Linked DNA regions of Sus scrofa: region 1 is linked to region 2. Evidence: chromatin contacts called from public HiChIP or PLAC-seq data. All regions are on one chromosome and are shown on one strand. The core of a region is the stretch at or near the end of the contact, and the rest is flanking DNA. Distances in the headings are between cores, read along the strand shown.

The links. HiChIP or PLAC-seq counts read pairs in DNA pulled down with a chosen protein or histone mark.
Region 1: a contact with region 2 is called in an H3K27ac HiChIP or PLAC-seq map of alveolar macrophages. The contact joins the enhancer-like site here to the promoter of MAP4K4 in region 2. A contact is called at or near these places in 2 of 5 promoter capture datasets (fetal skeletal muscle and liver), 20 of 47 Hi-C or Micro-C datasets (alveolar macrophages, brain, embryonic fibroblasts and 12 more) and 2 of 2 datasets of contacts at active chromatin or transcription factors (alveolar macrophages and skeletal muscle).

What each region holds. Positions count from the first base shown.
Region 1 is chr3:52,582,178-52,587,067 of Sscrofa11.1, reverse strand. All of the region lies in intron 2 of MAP4K4 (mitogen-activated protein kinase kinase kinase kinase 4), which reads left to right. Among named protein-coding and RNA genes, the nearest start is that of MAP4K4, 65 kb to the left of the region's middle. Within about 2 kb of position 2,852, at least 11 of the 83 cell types and tissues checked have an H3K27ac peak or open chromatin away from gene starts, as enhancers often do. A contact at or near this core is called in alveolar macrophages and retroperitoneal adipose tissue, where this site is marked.
Region 2 is chr3:52,646,623-52,651,621 of Sscrofa11.1, reverse strand. It overlaps MAP4K4 (mitogen-activated protein kinase kinase kinase kinase 4), which reads left to right and starts at 2,142. Exons shown (of 29, transcript XM_021087163.1): 1 at 2,142-2,355; 2 at 2,715-2,780. The coding sequence starts at 2,299. It overlaps LOC106509759 (a long non-coding RNA gene), which reads right to left and starts at 2,977. Exons shown (of 3, transcript XR_001307587.2): 1 at 2,694-2,977; 2 at 1,321-1,459.

The DNA.
Region 1 (4,890 bases), core at 1,603-4,102, 65 kb after region 2:
AAATCTGCAAACAGTTCTTTAGTCCAAGTCCCCACTTAAGGGATTGTGCCTCCTGAGAAGAGTTGTAACTCTAAAAGTATTTAGGTGTTTCTCTCTGTGTGAATTTTGTTCTTGGAAGTTGTGGGTTGTGGTGACTCCCTTTCTGAAGGCTGGATGAGATGGTTTTGTCCAAGAAAGGATGAGAAAGAGGAGTTGCTGCTCAGTTACCCTGAGTCTGGAGACCTAGCACTCCATGGGAATAGCCGTGCAGGGGCACATGGGTGGAGGCCTGGCTGGCATTTGTGGTGCAAAGTATTTCATCAGTTTCGGTGTCAAGAGTTGGGGTATGCAGCCACAGTGTGAGGGGTCCTGGATCTTGGCCAGTGCTGGGCTCTCCATGCATGTCCTTTGCAGTTGTGGCGCCCATCTGGTTGACAGCAGTCAGCTTCTGCCCTGGGTTTTCATGACGTGGAGGACCTGGGGTGGGGCAGGGCGGTGCTTTGTAAGTGCTGCCAGCACTTCCTCCTGGGGTTGGGAGCGGGGTAGGAAGAGTGAGGGCTGGGAAGGGGGAGGGAGGGAAGACAGTGCTAAGAGCCAGACCCCTCAGCCTCTCAGCGGATGTGTCCTTCTGTCTGGCTGCCTGCTTGCCTGTGGGGGAAGGGCCCCCTGGGCAAACAGGAAAGAGGCCCAAGGTCCCAAAGGGGTCCTGGGTTTGAATCATTCCTGCTTCCCTTTAGGATTTAAATTTTATTTCAAAAACATGACTTAAGCATAAAAATGACTTTTCCTTTGGTGTGTGGGGGGCAGGTGTGCCAGGCACAGAGTGGGGAATGCGGCTACCCCCAGACAGATGTCTCAGGCAGACCCAGGCCTCTCCCAGAGTTCCTGATGCTGTGTGTGTTCCTCCATTCTCACCGCTGCTTGGTCCCTCTTGAGTTGTGCTTATCATTCTGATGGGCTGAGGTGTCCTGGTTTTCATCTAAGTCTGCAGGTTGTCTGCACACAGGGGTTGCCAGCACCTCTCCCCCTTAGTTTTAGCCCTGGAGCTGTCCACATGTGAGTGGCTTTCCAGGGCCCCCGTCGGTGCAGGCAGTGAGGGGAGGTTCCTGGGGGAACTGGCCTGTCCCTTCAGGACCACCACATGCTGTGGCTGCCCCCCTGCCCTGGAAAGGACGTGCCCCGAGTGCCCACCCAGAGGCCCCACAGTGAGTCAGCTGGGGTCTGTTTAGGCTCCCCCCGATTGTGTTTCCTGTGAAAGGTTGGATCTCACACTTTGTCCCTGGTGGGTCTGCTGGGGACCTGGGAGGCTGTAGCCCCTGTGGAGGTGGCAGTAAGGGTTGTCTGCAGCCACCGAGGGACCGTCACATGTGCACCTGTGGCCACAAGTCTTTGTTGGCCTCCTGAGCATTTGTTGAAAACCCTTTACTGGGGGCCCGCGGTGCTGGCCCTGGGCCAGGTGCTGGGGTCTCGCTTTCGGCTCCTCACCCGCAGTCTGGTCACTAGGGAGTTACCATGGGTGGCCATTTTCCCCCTTGAAACAGAAACTTTGGAAGCTCAGAGAGGGGAGGGTAAGCAGACCATCTACTGGCCCAGGGCCAGCCTGGTTCACACCTGCCTCCCAGGCTCATTCCTCTTTCAGGACCATGTCAGTGCTAAAGTTAGCCGTGGCCCCTGAAGAGGGGATTGGGCAGTTGCTCCGGGGTGTTTCTTTTGGACTTCTCCCAGCTACCGGGCGCACGTGTTTGTCTCCCACGCCCAGGAGGTAACAGCCATGCATTTATTAGCTGCAGCACGAAGCTGGACCTGTTACAGCATGGGATCCAGGGTGGTGGTCTTCTGTGGCCTTTGCATTTTCTGTTGAGGAAGGGCTTTGGTGGTGCACGCTGGAGTCTGTGCGACCTTCTTCCTCAGGGCGCCTTGGTCGCAGTTATTCCGAGTTATTTAGGGGAGATTACAAGATCCGGGTGCCCAGGCCTCCTCCTTAGAGGTTTGATCCAGAAGGTTTGGGTGGGGCCCAGGCATGTATAATTACAAACCAGACAAAAAACACCCAGCAACAGCACCAAAACTCTCCCAGTGACTGCTTGTCAGCCAGGGTTGCAGGAGCACCGCTGTCGCCTCTGCTCAAGGACACAGAATCCATGCACACGAGTGCCCAGAAGTGGGCTGGGGGTGGCTGGGGACCTCCCACTGGCCCAGGAGGGCACCCTTGGCTCCGCTGAGCTCTGCACTTCGTTTTAACCTAGCTTTAACAAATCTGATTTTCAAGAGAAGCTTTAGAAATGTGCAGGCTCTTGATTTTTGAAATGTTCAATTAAAAAAAAAAAAAAAAAACACAACCATCTCCAACCCCCTCCCACCCTCCCTAAACCCACCAAAGGAAATGTGATGTCCATTTTAGCCAGTGAGTTACCTCGGAGAACCTGCTCTTAGCATCTAGAGAGCAGTTTCCGGCTTAGACGTCAAAAGAATCACCTTAATAAGATACCAGGGCAATCTGAAGAGGTCAGAGTGCAGCGGACACTCAGACTGTTTTTAACATGGCTGTTAGTCGGCTTTTGTTACTATTTGGTAAGTGGATTTTGTAAGCCTGAGTAATGGGCATAGCAGATACTAATGTGCAGCAACTCCACCCTAACTTTAGGGATTTATTTTTCAATCAGACACATCTTTTCTCCTCTGACTACTATCCTTAGAGAAAGAAAGGAAATATTGCTTTCAGGGCGTGGGTGGAAAATTCATAGCCAGACTCTGTCAATAGAAGCCTCAGACCTCAGCCTCCAGGATGAGTTTTGCTGAAGAGAAGTGGTGTGGTCAGGTGGTCAGTGGAGAAATCTTCAACCTTCTTTTGGCGTGAGCCTCTGGTCCTGCCTCTGCTGCCCTCTGCCTGTCACCGAGGCTAGAGCTTTGCAGGAGATAGTGGGCAGTGCTGGGAATGGCTTGGTTTGCCCACAGATTGGCTTCTGCCCTCCCAAGTGCTGGGCGAGACATGCTGCACTGGGATGGCCTTGGGGCGCTGTGTCTGCTGTTGACAGGAGGGGACAGAGCATGTTACCACTGTAGAGGCTGGCATGGGATGCCACCCTGGCTGAGGGAGGGCTGGTGGCCCGCCTGTGTGGTTCTCGGCGTGTGTGGGTTATTGCTGGCTCTTGAGGTCCTGCGGGGCAAGCCATCCATCACCTTCCCCGCTTCTGCCCAAATGGCATGTTACCCGAGAGGCCTCCCTGACCACCCGGCGTGACATAGCCACTGCCCCCACCCTGGCACTCCCGCTCCTCCCCTGCCCTCCCTCTCCTCTTACTTTTTTCCTTCTCTCTCTATTTGCCTTCCTTCCTTTCTTTCTCTCAGTCATCAGCAGATTCGCTTGTGTATGGCTAGTGTCCCCTTACAGGATGGGAGCACAGACCCACCTGTGTGGTTCGAGGTGCATCTCGGGTGTGTGGACCGGTGCCCCGTGAGGCACAGTGCTGACCTGGGGAGTAGCTCAGAGCCATCGACATTTCCTGGTGAGCTGGCCATCCTTCTGAGAATTTAGGGGACTCTTCAGGGTCATACATCTGTTTAGTAACCAAGTGAGCAGTTGACTTAGATGATCAGAATTTTTTTATTTTTAACATTATGGGTTTATCTTAGGAAAGCAAGACTTGGTGTATTTGTGACCTGAAGAGTTTCAATTCAGTGTTCCTTTTCAGTTCTGTAGGTTAATTTTGGATGCTTGTGGCTGTAAGTTGAAGAGGGAAACTTCCCTGGGGCAGCAAGTCCTTTGACACATTTGTCTTCTTGGGGGGGTTGATGAAAGGGAAGGGGGTTTGGGCTGAACCACAGGCAGAGCTCTGCATCCCTGGGAAGAAAGAGGGGGCTGGAGTTGATGGCCTGGCTGCATCATTTTGGTGAGGAATAGTGTCCAGTGGAACCTCAAAGGGAGACTTTCTAAAAGTGGGTTTTCTCTTCCACCTCTTTTTAAAGGAGATGTAGAGGGATTATGAATAATGAATGAAATAGGTAATGCATATTCAACACAGGCAAATTAGTAATTGTATACAGACTTGGAAAACCAGAAGGAAAACAAGCCCTGCCCTTGGAGAAGACTTCCCACATATGCATGAAGACTTATGCCCTCTGTGCCAGAGCTGAGGACATGGCAGCAGAAGTGATTCAGGTTCAGAAAGTAGATTAGAGTTGTAGTGAGGCACAAAGCTGCATAGAGTCTGCCTTGATATCAATACTGTAAATATTTCCAGGTTTAAGGGCAGTGTTATTTTAGAGTCAGCTTCTTATAGGACTGGGAAACAGTAAGGAGCAATTTGAAAACCCTAATTGCAGGCTGGGTTGGTGATGCGTGGGAAGGACCGTGGGCGGATCGGGAGCCCAGAAGGGAGCAGGACCCTTGCCTCACTAAACCTCTTGCCTTTTGATTTGTGTCTGAAACGTTTAACTTTCTCCTCCAAGCCGATGAGAAAGTGCAGCCTGAGGGCTTTAGTGAAGCCTCAAGTGATATTTCAGTATTGCGTGTATCCTGTGGGTATAACTCTAAAGTTGGCATGTACTGTGAAGACACAGGAGAAGTGTAGGAACACTTGGGGCGGGGGGGACTTGTGATGTGAGGAGTAAGACGGGAACATGCAGAATTCTGTGTTGCATCCTTTGTTCTGAGTAAATGATCAGCTGTTACAATGAGCGACTTATAAAATTCACCGTCTGGTGCAGGATGCCACCTGGAGTCCAGTGCTGTGTCAGCCCCGGCTTCACCGTGCTTCGTGTAGTTTAGCCCCTCTTGGTAATGTTGTGGTGGAACACTCGGTTCCCCAGCCAATCCTTCCCTAATTCTGTCTCAGCTCAGTGGAGAAATTCAGAAATGAAAACTGTAAGATAGAGGATTCTCTACTTTGAAGTCAGGGACTATTAGTTCCC
Region 2 (4,999 bases), core at 893-3,392:
TGGCTTGGGGGGCCTGTATGTTTCTGCATTAGGTTCAGCTGTGAATACTAAGCAAGTCAATTGATTTCTTTGGACGCTGGTTTCCTAATGTGTAAAGTGGGAAAAGTAAGAGTATCTACCATTTGGGACTAATGTGAAGAATAATCAAATAGTATATGTAAAGGATTTAGCACATTGTTTGGACCCCATATGTGTTACCTATTATTAATAGTAAATACGACTAAATTATTATTATTATTTTTATAGCCCAACCCATGGCATATGGAAATTCCCAGGCCAGGGATTGAATCTGAGCTGCAGCTCTGACCTAAGCTACAGCTGCGGCAATGCCGCTGGATCCTTTAACCCAGTGGAGCCAAGAATCCAACCTGCACCTCCACAGTGACCGGAGCTGCTGCAGCTGGATACTTAACCCACTGTGCCACAGTGGGAACTCCTAAAATCTTATTACTAGTACTATGGTCTGAAAGGTCATATGTGCACCAGTCCAACTCTGTGTAAATTATTTATACTCATAGATAATTCCATTGCTGTTGGTAGATTAAAAAACAACATAATTTAAAAGCACTACTAAATTCATAGGGAGACTTTGGCTACTACGATTTTCCTAACCAATGGATTCTAGGACTCCCTGAAGATATTTTAGCCTGTTGAGAAATTCTCAATAGTGGAAAATCTTGGAAACCAAACTGTTGGGAGGCAGGAGAGTGCTAAACATTCTGGGTAGAAGACTAATTTGGCTGAGTCAGAGATTTGGATTTTGGGGATAGGCTAGTGAGAATCCCCGTGCCACTTCCAGGCTTAAATGCCTTTAAGGAATTTAGAAAAATTCCTTCTCTTTCAGTACTTGAGTTTCCTCTTCTCTAAAATGAGGATAACATCATCCTAGGGCTAAAGGAGAGATTAAATTGATACTACATGTAAACCAAGAACTGGTAGATAATGATGGTCGTGTTTGTGAAGCCTTTCTGGAAGGGCCTTGGGTTTTCATCCAGTGCGGCTCCAGTTCTCAAAGTGTGATCCGTTGCAGACTCCGGAGGTGGGGTCGGCGGTCAGTGTTTTTCCAAAGGTGCGCTCACGTTTGAGAACTTGTATTCACAGTCTGGCAGGTAATAGGAAGCCACGGAAAGTTTTTGTCAGTGGAGTGATGTGACACAAATGACCGTTGGGCAGACCATATATTCTTGTTTAATAGGATGAAACTGCCTAACTGCTGCCTGGCTGCCAAAGCTGCCGGAAGCAGCCAGCTTTGATGGATCCTCAGTGATCTCTAGGCACTAAACTTGGGTTAACACTTCTGGCTCCCAATACGGTGCTCACCTTTACTGAGCGAGGTACTCAACACAAGGCAATTAGAGGAGCTGTTTGAGATTCAGTTTCCAGCGAAAGTCTCCGGACCGGGCAGCCAAAACAAATGATGCTCCGTGAATCCCGAACCTAACCAGGTCCTCGGTGTAGCCTGGAAAAGGAGAGAAAGGACAAGGAAACCAGGTAGGGAAACCGGAAATGAGGGTCTTAAGCGACTAGAACCCGGGGGTGGGGGAGGGGATGGGAAGAGCGGGGGCGAGGGCGCCTGGAGGACCCTCCTCCGCGGGGATCGCGGCGGAGCCGGGCGCGGCGGGGCGGGGCTCCGGGAGGGAGGAGTCGGCCGGCCCTGCGCCCGGGGGTCCGGGTCGCTTTGCCTTTGTCGCGGGTGCTGGAAGGGCGTGCTCCCCCTCCCCCGCGCCGCCCCGAGACCCCGGCTCCCGCGCGGCCTTTGTCCGGGCCCCACCCCTGTTGAATATTCACGCCGCGCCGCGGACCCCCCCCCCCGGCCCGGCTCCAGGCGCGAGCGCGCTTCCGCCCGCTTTTCCTGCCGGAGGAGGAAAGGGGGAGCTGTTGGCTCTCCTCAGAATCTCTTTTCGGTGTCCCGTTTCTCCTCCTCCCCGCCGCCACCGCCCCCCGCCCCCCGCCTCGCGCCCGCCTCCGCCTCCGCCTCCTGGTCATCTTTGTCTGGCGGCCTCGCGCTCCGGGCTCCACTCTCGGCGGCGCCGCGGCCCCTGCTCCGGGCCGCTCGTGCAGGCGCGCGGCGGGGCGCGGGGCCGGGGCCTGAGGCGCGGGCGACGCCCGGGGGCCTGCCGGCCGCCCCGGCCATGGAGTGAGCGCCGCCGCCGCCCGCCGCCCGGCGCCCGAGCTTGCTCCCGCCTGCCGCCCCCGGCCGCGCCCGCGGGCCCGCGCCACCCGGCCGGGCCTGCGACTCCGAGAGACACACCAGAGACGAATTGATTGTGGTCGATTTGGGGGTGACGAGAAGGGAAAATGGCGAACGATTCCCCCGCGAAAAGTCTGGTGGACATAGACCTGTCCTCCCTTCGGGTGAGTGGCCGCCGCGGGGCCGGGGGACCGGGAGCGGGGCGCTGGGAGCCGGGAGCGGGGCCGCGCCCTGGCCGGCCGGGCGCTCGGGCGCCGCCGTGGGCAGATCCGCGGGCGCGGCGGCCCCTTTGTCTGCCCGAGTCGGCGTGTGCGGGGTCCGGGGCGTGACCCTCCGCCTGCGCCGCCGCCCGGACCCCGACCCCGCGCGCCCCGGGCCCCTATCGCGGCCCCCAGTTGCCGGCCACCTCGCGCCGGGCGAAGCCCACCTCCTCGGTCACCGCCCTTTCTCTCCCGCTGCCCCGCTTCTTTTATTCATTGTTGTGCTGCTTTCCAACGCTCACCCATCCTCCTCTCTTCCTTAGGATCCGGCTGGGATTTTCGAGCTGGTGGAAGTGGTGGGAAATGGCACCTATGGACAAGTCTATAAGGTCGGTGCAGGCGCCTCCTTTGTTTCCCGGGGACGGGTTGAAACTTCTGATCCGGGGACGACGGGGAGGGTGATTGGACACGCCGCCGCCCGGAGGCTCAGCCGAAGTTGGAAGAGGGGTCCGGCCTCGCCGTCCCGCTGTTTTCAGCAGAGTTTATATTCAGACTGGCCTTAAAAGACCTCATTTCTTGGCTCTCAGATAAGGAAATAAGCTCCACTCTTAGGCATGCACCTTTTTTTTTTTTTCTTTTTCTTTTTTTTTTTTCAAGGAAATGGGAAAGCATTTTTGCATCAATCTACATTTTTTTTTCCCCCCTGTCTCTCCCAAATCTGGCCTTCTGAGTTTGTGTGTTAATTAAAATTCTGGATAGGCAGGCCTCGCCTGTGATTATCCTAAACCACTGCTTTGGCCTCCTTGAGAATCGTCTTCGTGTTTCCTCGTTTGAATCCTGGCCAGGCGCTCAATGAGGAGCAGAGTTTGGTGGTGTTACCTGGGAGTACTCCATAACTACCATACATTCTACTGACGGGTACATGTTTTGGGGAGTCAGGAGGGATGTGTGTTTGGGCAATAGGAGCAGGAAGAATTACAGTGTGAGGATTATGCACTCTAAATTCCAGGAATAACCTGTTTGACAGGTGTGTAATTGAAACAGAAAAGAGGCAGAGCCTCTGAGCAAAGAGGATGCCCAGATTTCACACCCACCCCAGGTCTTTCTCTAACAGCACCCCCTCCCCCCACTTGCCCCCAACAGTAAATGAAACTAACAAATCTGAAGACTTCCTGGACACCAGATATGACTAGCCCTGCTGTTCTGGAAATGAGGGTTAGCTGTAGGTAATTGAGGGGGAAGCCTTGAGAATTTGAAACAAATGTGAAATTCTCCCCAGTCCTGATTTGTTTCTTATTACTGAACAGCTTTCTCAAAGTTATCTGCACTGGGGGTGTTTTGTAGCCTGTTAGAGTGTTGTAGCTGGGTACAAGATTGGGACAGAAAAAAAATATCTTATGAAGCAGGGCTTTGTGGTTGGCTGTGAAGAATTGTCATTGTCTCATTAAAAATGGACAGGGGGGGGAGGGAGTGTGTGTGGGGGGGTTGGAAGCTGACTGTAGACCGTTTTCTTAGGCCAAATTAAGTGTGGATCCTATTGTCTCTTTTCTGCTTTGTGAATAGGGCTTATCTGCTTCTCCAAGGCCTCTCCCCAGCCCTAGCTTCCCCTGGCCTGGGCTGTGTACTGGCCTGGGTTGTGTACTGGCCTGTGGCCTGAACTTGAGTCTGTATTCTTAGGTGATCTCTAGTGAATTAGCATGTGTTTTGTTGGTTAACAGTTGGGGCCTCAGCCAGATTTTTGAATTTGAAAGGGAGCCCTGTTAACGCAGCCCGCTGGGCTCAACTGAATTTGGAAGCCTTTGGAAAATTATGGAAAAGATTGTGTTGCAACTCCCCGAGTGGTCTGCTCACTGGCTTAAAAACATTTTCCGGAGCCCCAGTGTTTGTTTAAGCACCGGTAGTTTTTTTCTAACCCAGTTTTTCTGGCTTAATCTGAGTGTTGAGTGTTGTCTTCCAAGTGAGTTAGCCAGAACTTGTTTTGACCTGGTTACACAGTAGTTGGATTGTTTGTGTCTTCTCGGGTCAAGGTGGGTGTGAGTGCTGGTGAAGTAAATTAGAAGCTGACTGTCCTTTTTTTTTTTTTTTTTTTTTTTTTTTAATCGTTAGAATAAAGAATGAGACCTGAATGTGTCCTCATTGGTTTAAGAGTTAGGAATTCTTTTTTTTTTGGTCTTTTTGCCATTTCTTGGGCCACTCCTGCAGCATATGGAGGTTCCCAGGTTAGGGGTCAAATTGGAGCTGTAGCCACTGGCCTACGCCAGAGCCACAGCAACGCAGGATCCGAGCCGTGTCTGCAACCTACACCACAGCTCAGGGCAATGCTGGATCCTTAACCCACTGAGCAAGGGCAGGGATTGAACCCGCAACCTCGTGGTTCCTAGTCGGATTCGTTAACCACTGCGCCACGACGGGAACTCCCAAGAGTCAGGAATTCTTTATGGGGGCAGTTGGGGCAGGTTCATAGCCAAGGGCTTCCCCTCGTACTTCTCTCTTGTGGTTCCCCTTTTCCCCAAGCTTTTGAGGTACATTTGCTGAGCACGATCTTTGGGAGGTGTTGGGCATGGTGGCAGTGGCACAGTGTCACTACAGTCAGTGTAGCTAAGGAGAA